Linked DNA regions of Mus musculus: all the other regions are linked to region 3. Evidence: chromatin contacts called from public HiChIP or PLAC-seq data. All regions are on one chromosome and are shown on one strand. The core of a region is the stretch at or near the end of the contact, and the rest is flanking DNA. Distances in the headings are between cores, read along the strand shown.

Region 1 (4,465 bases), core at 575-3,074, 160 kb after region 3:
ACACTTGCCTCTTGCCATCTGATTATCTCTAGTGCTACCTGCCCTCACTATATCTGATGAGCCTGTCCTTTGTGTGATCCTCGTTGTGTCAGAACTCAAGAGTTCAGCTGTCTCAGTGATCCTGTGATCCTGAGATCCTGGGTGTGTCCGAGACCCTGGGAATCAAGCTGCCTTTGGGACCCTGAGATCCTGGTGTGACCAAGCTCCTGGGATCCTGGGATCCTGTGGTCCTGGGTGTGTTATAGCTCCTGAGAGTAGAACTCCCTTTGGGTGTTGTGGGACCAGCTGCAGAGATGGCTCAGCAGTTAAGAGCTGCATGTTCTTCCAGAGGTCCTGAGTTCAATTCCCAGCAACCACATGGTGGCTCACAACCATCTGTATTGGGATCTGATTCCCTCTTCTGGTGTGTCTGAAGACAGCTACAGTGTACTCCTATACATAAAATAATTCTTTTATTTAAAAAAAAAAAAAAGAGGTGTGCAGTTTGACCCAGGTGGTGGTGGCCCACACCTTTCATCCCAGCATTCAAGAGACAGAAGGATCTCTGAGTTCAGGGACAGCCAGGGCTACATAGAGACACCCTGTCTTGAAAAAAAACATAACAAAATGATGTGCAGTTTGCTTCTGATGTATTTAAGATTCAGGCGGCTACTGCCACTATCAACTTTAGAGTATTTTTTATCGCCCCATAAAGGAGCGCTGCCTCCATTAACTGTCACTCTCTATGTCCCCCAGCTCCTTCAGTCCTGGACAACCACTCACTGCTTTCTGTCGCTGTGGATTTGTCTGTTGAGATCACTTCAGGTCGATTTGCTTGTACAATAATCAGCTGTTTGAACTAGTTTCTTTCACTGAGAATACTGTCTTCTATTCATGCGTACATAATAAATGTTGTCTTAACAGAGCACCTTCCCTAAAACAGCTCTGATAAGGAGTGACTCCCAAGGTCACCCCAGAGGGTCCCCAAGGTTCTCCTGTGAATCTGTTCTGAGCACATTCTTTTATGTTTTCAGCCTTTGCTTAGTCTCTCTTTGTCTACCGTCCTTTGTTAACACTTCGGCTTCTCTGTCCTGCCCAGAGCATTGCCACTGAAATTTAAAAGTTGGTCTTTTTTTTTTTTTAAGATTTGTGTGAGCATGGGTGTACACGTGTACACAAGTGCCCTGTGCACCGGTGGAAGTCATCGAACAACTTGCAGAAGTCAGTTCTCCTACTGCATGGATCTTGGGGATCAGACTCAGGCTGTCAGGCGCCCTGCAAGCTATGCCATCAGCCGAGTGGGACATGGAACTTTTTAAGTTTATAGTTATTATTTTCATTTTATTAGGTATTAATTGTTGGTTAACTATCTGACATTAATTGTTGATATCAAATTTTTGGGCTCATTGATTTCTTTTTTGTTTGCTAAACAGAGTTACTCTGTATAGCCCTGGCTGTCCTGGAACTCATGCTGTAGACCAGGCTGGCCTGGAACTCAGAGATCCACTGCACAGTTGCTCGCTGATTTCTTTCTTACATGCTAGGCAAAATTTGTGTTTATGAATTAGCAAATTTAATCTTCATAGTTCTTTAAAGTGTGGTATCATCTACAAATTAATAAACACACCTGTTTCTTATGTATAATCATTTAAACTTGGGGTAGGTAGAATAGAGGCTGGAATCTTACTCCCAGAATATCTGATGGATCAGTCATTGTGTCCTGCCTCTGTCCTATCTCAGATGGTGAGGCATCCTGAGGTGGGAGGATAACAAGGAGGTTGAGGCCCACAAAGCATGCCCTTCCCCCTTCCATCAGGCTCTGCTGAGGAAGGAGCCTGAGTCAGCAGTTCTTGTTACTGTAGCTTCCTCAGTCCCTCCCTCAGCCTAGCATGCTGCCTCCCATGATGCAGTGTGGCTAGGCTGCCATTTTCTCTGGGAGGATCCCTGTTATTTCCCTGACTTGACTGTAGGTTTTGTAGACAGCTGCTAATGTCTCCTGCTGCCCTGTTTCTTTGTTACCCTGCATGATCCTGATTCAGTGTTCTTGGGCTGTGGATCAGTTAACCAAACACTTTAGGAACATAAATGACTGTGTCGTTCTGGTCGGCCTCAGCTTCTGCCTCCCAGACACTGAGAGCTGCTGCTGTTCTAACCAGGTAGAGGTCTGTATGTGTGGGTGCAGTTAGTTACCTGCTGGTTGCCAATTTAGGGACTGTGAGGCAGCTCCACTGCTAAGGCTCAGCACGAGTAGTGTAGCTGGAGAGCACGGCTCACACAGGCTTTCTCCTTCTTACCAGAGGAACGTTTCTTCAGCTCAGCCCTGGCAAAGCGTGCAGACTGAAGAGCAGCCATCCGACTTTCCATACTCTGAGCCTTGCATGTGTTACTGTGTGAGCACTTTGGGTTGTGTTTGTATGTTTGTTGTTGTTGTTCCTCATAATTCTATTGTTATGTACAGAACATTGAGTATAATTATTTACACAACATTAAAATTGCTTGTTGTCAGCCACTGCAGGTAAGGTTGGCGGCAGCTGTTCTCCATTGACTGCTATAGAGTTTAAAGCAAGTTCGCAGGTGTGTCTCCTTATTAACATAACAGTTCTTCACTAGTGTGTGTCTAACTAACACAGGCAGACCTTTTTCTGGAGCAGATTGGCAGTTATGAGTGGTTTTCCCTGTGCTACACCAGGTAGATACACCTGTGGTCTTCCTGTTACTCTGGGTCCTTTTGCCCAGGTTTGGATTTCATTGTTTGGCTTGTTTCAAAACTGTGAGAGTGCTGTGCTGTTTGCTTGTTGATGTTTGTTAAGGACAGGCAGGGTTGGTCACAGGACACTAATCAGATTCTCAAAGCCAACTCCAGAGTTGCTCCACATTCTTAGGTTGGTGTTGATTTTGTTGCTGTTTCTATTAGGTCTTCTCTCCTCTGCTTCCATGCTTCTTCGCCTTACCCACCCTTAGCTTCAAGACACAGGTCTAGAAAAAGGAGGGCTATGCTTGCTGCATCACTGCAAATGAACCCCCTGTGCCCATCACGAGCACTGCATTGTCTGCCTACAGTGGCTCCAGGCTGAGCATTGTAGGTCTGGGACTGCAGCATTGACTTCTTCCTGGATTGTGTTAAACCCCAGCTGTTGCTTCATGCCACAGGAAGGCCACTAAGTGATGCGTATACCCTACCGTTTCTCTGTGTAACTCAGGATTAGCATACCTTTAGGGCCTTGTTATTATCTAGAAAGTAATTTGGGCAGGGGATGCCTGTGTAGCAGTTCCAGAGCACTGGCTTAGTGTGCTCAGGTCCTGGAGCTTACTCAAAAATGACAGTAGGAGAGATAGCCAAGGATTCTATTTTCTTGTAAGAATTAATAGTACCTTTCCTTCAAACCTTTTCTAAGCAGTTAAAATTCTGTGGTTTTGCCATTGTTTCTTTGTTCCCATTAGTATATTTAGACAAAGTTAACTGCAGAGGTACCTAAGTAGCAATACTTGATGGACCAGTGACTAAACAAAATAAATTCCATACTGGTAGGGTTTTTTTTTTTTTTTTTTTGGGAGGGGGTTGTTGTTGTTGTTGTGTTCTTCTAAGACAGGATTTCTCTGTGTAACAGCCCTGACTGACTTTGAACTCACTCTGTAGACACAGATGGCCTCAAACTCACAGAAATCTGTTTACCTATGCCTCCTGAGTGCTGGGATTAAAGGCATGCCAGGGTTGGTTGGTTGGTTGTTTGTAGACAGGCTCTTTCTATGTATCCCTTGGCTGGTCTTGGACTCCCAGAGATCTACCTGCCTCTGCCTTCTGAATGCTAGGCTTATAGTTGTGCATCACCACACCTTATTTTTTTAAAGATGTATTCATGTATTATCTGTAAGTACACTGTAGCTGTGTTCAGACACCCCAGAAGAGGGCATCAGATCTCATTACAGATGGTTGTGAACCACCATATGGTTGCTGGGATTTGAACTCATGACCTTCAGAAGAGCAGTTGGTGCTCTTAACCGCTGAGCCATCTCTCCAGCTTTATGTATTAAATAATACTCATATAAAATAATACATAAAAATATATCTCATATATCATACTTTGTACTCAGTACTTGGTTACTAATGTTGGAGTTATGAATGTATCTATTAACTACAGTTATGGAGAGAAAGACATTTGACAAGGCCTCTTTTTTTTTTTTTAACATATGTTAATAGTAAAGTACATGAAGCAGGCTGGTGAGATAGCTGAGCAGGTAAATTGACTGCTGCCCAATCTCCCCATCTGAGTCTGGTCCCTGGAACCCATAGAGTAGGAGAGCACTGCCCACTGCAAGTTGTCCTCCGACCTCCACATGTGCACTCATACACAGAACACCTACACGTGAAGGATTTTTAAAAGAATTATGAAATCAAAATCTTGCTTTTCACCTTTCTAAGTTATTTTGATTGTTTTTTTTTCTGTGTATATAGCATATTTTGGATAGCAAAAGACTGTAATCTTAC
Region 2 (4,530 bases), core at 922-3,421, 230 kb after region 3:
TTGTGCCTGCCTTTCCAGGCTGATTTGTTGTTGTTTGGAGAATATTTGTTTGCTTGTTTTAATGTGTATAGATGTTTTCCCTGTATATATGCCTGTACCCTTTGTGTGTCCAAGAAGGCCAGAAGAGGATGTTGTGCCCTTAGAACTGGAGTGAAAACAGACAGTAATGAGCTGCCATGTAGGCACTGGGAATTGAACCCAGGCAGCTTCATTTTTAATGTTCTACTGAACATAGTGCTGTCATTTTCTATGAAACGGACACTCTGGCTGTGACCCCTGAGCTGGTGTTCCTTATCGCCTGTGTGTGCCGTTTGTTTGCATGGCTCACAGTGCTGTTCGTGAGTGGCTAAAACTCACTGAAGGTATCTCATCAATTTTGCCGTTCTCCAGACAGACGACCCAGTTGATGAAACATTTCACTGCAGCCTTGGAGCAGCTATGTGTTTGCCTGTCCAACCTTAAATGCATGCCTGACTCTTTAGTGCAGAGGTCTCTATTGTAGACAGACTCCGTACCATTGTCAGTAGCCATAATTTTAGGGATATAATTAAAGTTACCAAGTGGAACAGTAGAGATAAAGGCATGTGGTTTGTTGATAGGAAAGTCAAATGTTACATCCTGGGCTAATTATTAGACAATTAATTGTCTTAAGCATGATGGCTGAGACAGGAAAAGGGTTTTGTGTATCTTGTTAGATCTGGTTAGTATGGGTGAGCGCTAAGTAGAAATTAGAGTTTTTGCTTTTTTTTTTTTTTGTGTGTGTGTGTGTGTTCTGCTTGCATATAAGTCTGTACTATATGCATGCAGTGCCCATGGAGGCCAGAAGACAGTATCAGATCTCCTAGATAGAAAATTGTGAGATGCTAAGTGGTGTGTGTGGATGCTGGGACCTGAACTTAGGTTTTCTGGAAGAAAAGCCTGTGCTCTTAAATACTGAGCCATCTCTTTGATCCTTAAAAAGATAATTTAAAAGAATTATTATTCCAGCCTCTGGGGAGACCGGAAGTTGCAGGGTCTGAAGTTAGGGAACTCTGAAGAACCACTCTCTTTAGAAAGGAGATGGTCTAAAGGTACAGCTTAGTGGTAGAGCACATGCTTAGCATGTGAAGGCCCTAAACTCAGCTGCAGCACAAAGAGCAAATGTGTGAAATGGAAGGGAGTCCGGCCCTGTGTTGGAACTCAGGCTGCCCTAAAGCCAGCCTCCTAGCCCTGACCTCTGTCCCCTGCACCAAACCATTCTAACTGTGGTCAAGGAAACCAGGAATAACTCTTGACTTTTCTATTACATTTTGTTGGGTTTTATATCTTACAAAATTGTATATGGGTATTATGCCTTTTTTTTTTAACTTTAAAAAAATATGACATTCTGTAAGACAACGTGTGGTTTTAGGTTGTTTATTTAAGAGATGAGTTAGCATATTCTTCTTACTACCCATTCATTTTGTAACTATTTACTAAATAGCTACAGCATTACATAATTGTAATGCAGTGGTAGTAGGTGTGGCTATGCTCAGTGCTTCAAAAAACCAGGAAGTGCAGGGGAGGAAATGGTAGTTTGTCTTTGGTTTTATGGGGTTTTGGTAGGTTTTTTTTGTTTTGTTTTGTTTTTTGTTTGTTTGTTACTGGTTTGTTTTTTTGTTTTGTTTTTTGTTTTTTGAATAAAGCCCGTGTTCTCTAGTTACAGATGTCAGGTCTGTGACAGAGACAGTGTAAGTGACAGTGTGTGAAGCCAGGCCCTACTGGGCAGATTAGGAACCCTGCTCAGGTTCCACTCACATACTCCATGTAGCCTTGAACTCCAGATTTTATTATCTGCACCCACCAGGGACTGGGATTTGAAGCATGTGCCTGACATGACAGGACACTGGGAATTTCAAACAGAAAATGTAAGGGACACAGTATGGAAACTGTAATAGGCTGGGTTATAATGCCCGAGAGCAGTGGCTCTCAGCCTTCCTACTGCCCTTTGATACAGTTCCTCATTTTGTGATGACCCCTCCCCCACCATAAAATTATTTTTGTTTCTGTTTTGGAATTATAATTTTGCTACTGCTATATGTCATAATGTAAATATCTGTGGTTGAGAAAGAGTCATTCGACCTCCAGAGGGGTCACAACCCACAGGTTGAGAGCAGCAGCTCTAGAGTATCCCACATGACCACAAGAAATACTCATAGTTTGCCAATAGAAGTGTGTGTGCGTGTGTGTATGTGTAACTTTGGTGGTGGCTCACCCCTTTAATCCTGACACTTGGGAGGCAGAGGCAGGCGGATTTCTGAGTTCTAGGCCAGCCTGGTCTATAAAGTGAGTTCCAAGACAGCCAGGGCTATACAGAGAAACCCTGTCTCCAAAAAAAAAAAAAAAAGTAAAAAATAAAAATAAAAGGAAAGAAAAGAAAAGAAAAGTAGTTACAGGATGTTGCAAGTCCCCCAACATCAGTGTCCAGTCAACATCAGTGATAGTTCTTCACCGAACTTGCCCCAGAAACCCCTAGTAGCCAGCTGTAGACTGGTAGCTGTGTTTCTTGTTTTTGTTCTTAATCCTACTAAAACTCTGTTAATGTACATATCCTTCCTTTTTCTTATTTTGTGTGTGTGTGTGTGTGTGTGTGTGTGTGTGTGTGTGTGTGTGTGTGTTGGCTAGAGTCAAGCCCAGTACTTACTTGGTGAAGTCTGTGCCACTGCACTATATCCATCAAGAATTGACCCTCAGTTCTTCTGCTGATGAAATCAGAATGGAAGCAGGGTGGGCGGGGCAGCAGAGAGGCTGCTGGTGTGCATGGGCCTGCTAGTTCCTAGTGAGATGCTGAGCTGGGAGCTGGGCGTTTAGACTGTGTCCTTCCCAGGCACCATCACTAGCCCTGAGCTTTTTTTTAAAAACAAGTCTCACTGTGTAGCCCCAGCTGTCCTAGAACTAGCTATATAGATCAGGGTGGCCTCGAATAATGGCCTTACTCTATGGCTGTATGCGGTGCCTGTGGTTTGAGGTGAGTAAGAACAGAGGAAGAAAGTATATTTAAAGTTCATACTTCCCAGGTGAACTTAGTTCTGAATTTCTGGTCCTTTTGTTTGTTTGGGGTTTTTGATTTGTTTTAACTTTTGAGACAATGTTTCTGTGTATAGTACTGGCTGTCAACCACACCAATAAAGAAAGGCATCAATGTTGACCTCCGCTGACTGTGCAAGCAAGGGCCTCAGAGAGAGTTTAGAAGAGCAAGAAAAGGCACAGCCAGGGAAGCCTAGTGTTCTGTTACCAGATCATGGAAGGAAATTCTGGCTCAAGGTAGTTTTTTAATAGGTTAATGAGTGTAAATGAAAAACTATCATTTGCAGCAGAAGGTGCTGGTCTGAGCTGTGTTGAGTCTTGTTTGTCCATACTGGCTGAGATTCTGGCCTATAGTGTTAGCATTAGTTGTATGATGTGCTGACGTTCTTCCTGTGTATGCAGAATGGGCCTCATTGCGTCCTGCTCACAGCAGAACTGTCTGAGGCTTTGGAGACCTGTGTTTCAGTTGTACAGCTCCAGGTGAGAAAGGCTAAACAGTAATGAATAATAGTTTTTCTTCAGTCGTTCCCCAGTGGTGTACCACCACAGACACATGCATAGGTAAACATACCGTTTAACCAATCTAGTGCCTCAGATGGGAAGCCAGCCTCTTCATCTCTGTGGAGGCAGCTGTGGATAACACCCAGTTCTATGCATGTGATGTGGGAGCAGAGGCGAATCTGACATCACTGTGATGCCCACTCATGGGTGGTGGAGGCATTAACACTGCCTGGAGCAGAAACATAACTACTGTGGGTGCTTCTGGTCACAGCACTACCTATGAACTCATTTCGATTGGTTTTTACAGATAGCTGTATGGTCGTTCCACAGCCTGGTGCAGGCTCTGCAAGATGTGATGCTCAATCTCTGCTTTGAGGTTCTGGTCTGTCTTTTTACTCATCCTGTGGGCAGGAGTGGCTCAATGGTTAAGAGTACTGGCTGTCCTACATTACACAGGTTCAATTTCCAGCACCTTATGGTGGCTCACAGCCTCCTGTAACTCCAGTTCCAGGAGATTGGGCACTCAAGTTGTGTGCAAACATTTGAGCAGGCAAAACACCCACGAGCGTTTAACATTTAGGGGTGGAAGGACAGGTCAGAAGATCTAACAGTGAGAGGTCAGAAGGAGGTCAGAAGACCTAACAGTGAGAATAGGGATACTCTGCTTCAGGAAAATGGGCTGAGGGCCAAAGTGTCTTTAAGCCTGGGGTCAGTTTAGGGCTGATGCTTTTTTTGTTTTTCTGGTTTGGTTGTTGGTTGGTTGGTTGGTTGGTTGGTTTTGTTTTGTTTTGAGACAGGGTCTCATGTAGCCTAGCAGTTAGTGATAATGTCCTTGAACTCCTGATCCTGCTATCTGCCTTCTGGGTGTAAAGAGATTGTAAAGGCATCATACCTGACTTCTGACTCTGGTTTTATTCATTCAGCTTAAGACCCAATAGCATGAAGCCCAGGCCTGTGTGGTTTCTCATAGGTTGATTTAAAAAC
Region 3 (4,354 bases), core at 1,290-3,789:
AGGTAAGAGCTGAGAGTTCTGCATCTTCATCTGAAGGCTGCTAGCAGAAGACTGGCTTCCAGGCAGCTAGGACTAGTGTGTTAAAGCCCACACCCACAGTGACACACCTACTCCAAGAAGGCTGCACCTCTTGCTGGCCCAAGCATATACAAGCCATCATTCATGTATATGTGTGTGTGTGTGTGTGTGTGTGTGTAATTTCTCATTTATGCCAACTAAAGCTATAGTGACTGATTACTGATTTTGGTTGTTAATAATTAGGTTTTTATTTTTCAGGGGCAGGAAGGGAGAGATCTTTACCATCGTAGACTATTGGCTGGGTTGGCTGGCTCGTGGCCTTAGGTATCTGCCTTCCTCTGTCTCCTTCTGGTGCTGGATGCGTGCATGCACATGTGCACATGCATGATTGGCACTTGTGGGAGCTGTGGGACTGAACTCCGGTCCTCATGCTTGTGTATTGGGCTCTTAACCGACTGACCGATTCATAGCCTGCGCCTCTCAGGAAAGTTGTCTCAATGCAGCTTTTGTTTTTCTTAAAAAACGGTTTTGTTGTACGTGTTCCACCTGGTTCTCTGACTCTAACCTGGGGATCACATCCCAGGCCTCCTGCACATAAGCCGGTATATACCAGTTAACTATATATAACTCACCCTGCCTGTGGTTTATTTATTTTTTTATACTATTTTATATTATTTTTTACTACTTTTTTAGTAGGTAATTTCTTAATTTTGTTATTTTAAAATTTCATGAATGTGCATAGACTTAAGAATCCAGACTAAGGCCAGGTATGGTGGCACACGCCTTTAATTCCAGCACTTGAGAGGCAGAGGCAGGCAGATTTCTGAGTTTGAGGCCAGCCTGGTGTACAGAGTGAGTTCCAGGACAGCCGGGGCTACACAGAGAAACCCTGTCACGAAAAACCAAGAAAAAAAAAAAAGAATCCAGACTAAGAATCAAGCCATGGTTCAGTGGTTACGAATTAAACTTAAGGCATTGCTCAATGTCTTCCAGTTTCAGTAAGATGTAGCAGGGTGAACGCTGAACTACAAGCCTGTTAGGATGCCTTGTTTCAAGTGATGCCTTTGGTCAGATTGTGTGTTGAGTACTGCAAAGGTGATGCTGAGAGGCTGCCTGTTACCCATGCATGCTCATTACGGTAGCTTAGCTCCCAGGGAGAGCTATCCTAAAGGTAAACTGTAAAACACTGCATATGCCAGTCTCCTCTGGGGGAGGATCAGGAGCTGGCTTCCGGCCTTTCCTGACCACACAGGGAGAGAGACAGATAGAGAGTTCTAGACTAACTTGAGATGCATTGAAACCTTGTCTATAAGCAAACTAATACTTACATTGATTACTAAAAATGTGTATTATTTATGCGTATGGATGGATGCAATGCATGTCTGTGTCTTCAGTTTATGTATATCACATGTGTGCAGGAGCCTGAAGAGTCCAGAAGAGGTCATCCATCAGACTGTGAGCCTTTCTGTGAGTGCTGGTCCTCAGCAAGAGCAGTGAGCTCTCTAAGCCTTTATAATGGTTAAAGTCAGGTAATAAAAACGTGTATCTCTCCGTTCTTAACCTCACCGCTAATTGCTTTTAAAAGCCATAGTATTTGTTACTGTGATTTTTCTTTAGCTTTTATCATAAAAGACAACTATTTAATGTTGAAGACTAGCTTTCAATATTTATGATTCAGTTTTTATAATACTTTTTTTTTTTCCTGAATGGTGTGCTTTTCTAGTTGTTTGGGAATTATTTTAACTCTTCTCTAAGTATATTAGTCCTTGGCTGGAAAACAATAAATAGAAATATTTGCTATTATTTTATTGTAGGTTGGGCCCATGAGGCCATATGCTGATAAATATTCCTCAGTGTGTAGCACCACATTTCTCGTTTTGTTTTGCTTGTTTTCTCTCTCACCTTTCCTGGCTGGGAACTCACTATGTAGACCAGGCTTTTCTCAAACTCACTGAGATCCTCCCTCCTCCTTCCTCCCTCCTGCCCCCACCCCCACCCCACCCCCAAAACAAAACAAAACAAAAGCCTATCACAGGACTCATGTGATACTTGTTAGGTCTACAGTAAATGATAACAGAGAGAGGTCGGCTTCTACCATCTGCCCATTTGTTCCGTGTCTCCTATAATTGGCATGTCAGGAAAATCTCATGATAAGGGCCTGCCCTGGCCTGGAGAGACTATAAAGGGGGCCTTGGGCAGTCATTTCCTTCCAGGACTTAGGACACGATTTGCATTGCAATCCTTTAGATACACACACCCAGTCTGTGATGGCTTTCATGTTTTTTTCATAGTGGTCAGCTTACTCTGAAGATTGGAGGGAATGATCAGTGTTTGGTTTTGTTGTTAGGATTAATGAAATGGCGTAAACACAAGAAGTTAGCCTGAGTCTTCCTTTGTATGGAACTGAATTTCCTGTGATTTAAATATTTGTCTTTTCTGGTCAGTTAAAGATTAAACTCCCAGAATGGGTGTTGAACATTTGTCTTCATGAGAGCCTCACCTCTCGGCTTCTCTAAAGGCGTGTTTTAGCCAAGCAGTCCTCCTACCCCGGCTTTGGACTTTGTTTTAATCAGTGTATCCTGGCATGCTTCAGTACGTGGTTTGAATTAGGCTAGTCAGACATTTCCTGTAGGGAAGTAATTGTTCTTTATGCAGGGAATTACTCACTCAGTGATCCTCCCTGTGATGTTGAACCTTGTAAATAGTACTCATTTAATTTTTTTGAAAAGTTTAATAAGTATTTTTCCTGAGAAAGATGGTGATTTTATTTTAAAAGAGTTTAGTTTGTTAGACACATAGTACTAGAAAAACCTCAAATCAGGATAACAACAAAAAGGCAAAAGCAGTGTTTCAAGTTTGTATATGTTACTTTAATTTCACAAATAACTAGTTTAATATTTTCAGTTCTTGGTATAATGATCCTGGTTTTGTATTATCTTATTCTTCAGTAAACTTTGCTGGACCCCCACTGAGACACCCAAGGGCTTTTCTAAACCTCCCATCCAGCATCATGATCTGTGCCCTGAGTGTGTCCCCAGCCTCTCCTCTGTGCTGCCTCTTGTCTGTCATTATACATTGACCGAGCGAGAGCGAGTTGTCAGAGTGAATAAGCAGGGCAGTTAGGAGTCTACCTAGAGGCCTCACTTAGGACTTTGTTTGCTCTCCTTGGGGGCGATGCTCACTTTTGGAATCTGTGCTTCCTGCCTGACCTTTGGTTCCATTTACTTCTCCCTTCTTGTAAGTAGATAAGGTGATGACGCCCTAAGTTGTGTTTCTTCCCTAGAATATGTTTTAGTCATGTTGATACTTTTTAGGATTTCCTCAAGGTAATACTTTTAAATACTTAGTAAGAAGTTATTGCTTGTTTAATTTATGTGAAATATGTTTGGGGCTCATTACTATAAAACATAAAGAAAAGTTAATTGTGCCTCGCCTTAATGTTGTACTTACATAGTTATAATTTGATACCATTTCTAATTATGTTCTGAGAGGATGGACCTGAGCTTGATGATGCATGTCTTTAAGCCCAGCTCTTAGGAGACAAAGGCAAGGTGACTGTTTTACATCCTGTTGAATCTAACCAGGGCTACACAGAAAGACCGTGTTTCAAAAACAAGAGAGAAAATCTGTTGTCTTGATTGCAGTAATGTTTACCTAACTTTATATTTAATCATAAGCTTATTTACTGAAGGCAAAATTAAATATTAAAATGATGACATCAAAGTACATAAACTTTAACTCCTTTTTGTGGCAGGTGTGTTCATGGTTTTCTGTGGGCATACTTATTACCAGTGTGCTTGATTTAATGCTTTATATTTCTGCTCTTCAACACCTTTACCTAGCAAGGAGCACGTGTGAGAAAGTCACGATATGATAAGTGAATGCACAGCACAGGTCACCAGGAAGGCTCTTTGAGAATTAGGATGCTTTAGGCCTGACCTTTCTATGCCTTTAAGGCTTTGTAGCAATGGCATAGGTGAGAGTTACTATCAGAATAGAGTAATGTGAGCCATCCAAAAGAAGCAGTTTTATTTAATATGTTTATTATTACTTATTTTTTAAAGATAGTGTCATGTGTTTCTAGGTGGTTCTGTAGCACTTGATACATAGAAACAAACAAGGCAGTTAATTTTACATGTACTTTAGAATGTAAATAATAGTTTTTTTTGCTTGTTTGTTTATCTATCTATCTATGCATGTTTTTCAAGACAAGAGTTTCTCTGTGTAACCCTGGCTGTCCTAGAACTCACTCTGTAGACTAGGCTGGACTCAAACTTAGAGATCTGCCTGCTTCTGCCTCCTGAGTGCTGGGATTAAAGGCCCTCCATGCCTGGTT

Evidence for each region. HiChIP or PLAC-seq counts read pairs in DNA pulled down with a chosen protein or histone mark.
Region 1: a contact with region 3 is called in an H3K27ac HiChIP or PLAC-seq map of embryonic stem cells, with 7 read pairs. The contact joins two enhancer-like sites. A contact is called at or near these places in 3 of 484 Hi-C or Micro-C datasets (embryonic stem cells, nephron progenitors and thymic regulatory T cells) and 7 of 115 datasets of contacts at active chromatin or transcription factors (a beta-TC-6 cell line, embryonic hindbrain, embryonic stem cells and 1 more).
Region 2: a contact with region 3 is called in a FOXA1 HiChIP or PLAC-seq map of pancreatic cancer cells. The contact joins two enhancer-like sites. A contact is called at or near these places in 3 of 484 Hi-C or Micro-C datasets (CD4 T cells, the G1E-ER4 cell line and rod photoreceptor), 11 of 115 datasets of contacts at active chromatin or transcription factors (bone marrow-derived macrophages, embryonic forebrain, embryonic stem cells and 6 more) and 1 of 9 other capture datasets (embryonic stem cells).

What each region holds. Positions count from the first base shown.
Region 1 is chr4:150,521,712-150,526,176 of GRCm38.p6, forward strand. The region is part of intron 10 of Rere (arginine glutamic acid dipeptide (RE) repeats); the gene reads left to right. Among named protein-coding and RNA genes, the nearest start is that of Gm52709, 57 kb to the left of the region's middle. Within about 2 kb of position 1,825, at least 44 of the 459 cell types and tissues checked have an H3K27ac peak or open chromatin away from gene starts, as enhancers often do. A contact at or near this core is called in embryonic stem cells, where this site is marked.
Region 2 is chr4:150,592,515-150,597,044 of GRCm38.p6, forward strand. All of the region lies in intron 12 of Rere (arginine glutamic acid dipeptide (RE) repeats), which reads left to right. Among named protein-coding and RNA genes, the nearest start is that of Slc45a1, 57 kb to the right of the region's middle. Within about 2 kb of position 2,172, at least 75 of the 459 cell types and tissues checked have an H3K27ac peak or open chromatin away from gene starts, as enhancers often do. A contact at or near this core is called in bone marrow-derived macrophages and pancreatic cancer cells, where this site is marked.
Region 3 is chr4:150,359,927-150,364,280 of GRCm38.p6, forward strand. All of the region lies in intron 1 of Rere (arginine glutamic acid dipeptide (RE) repeats), which reads left to right. Among named protein-coding and RNA genes, the nearest start is that of Rere, 80 kb to the left of the region's middle. Within about 2 kb of position 2,540, at least 65 of the 459 cell types and tissues checked have an H3K27ac peak or open chromatin away from gene starts, as enhancers often do. A contact at or near this core is called in bone marrow-derived macrophages, embryonic stem cells and pancreatic cancer cells, where this site is marked.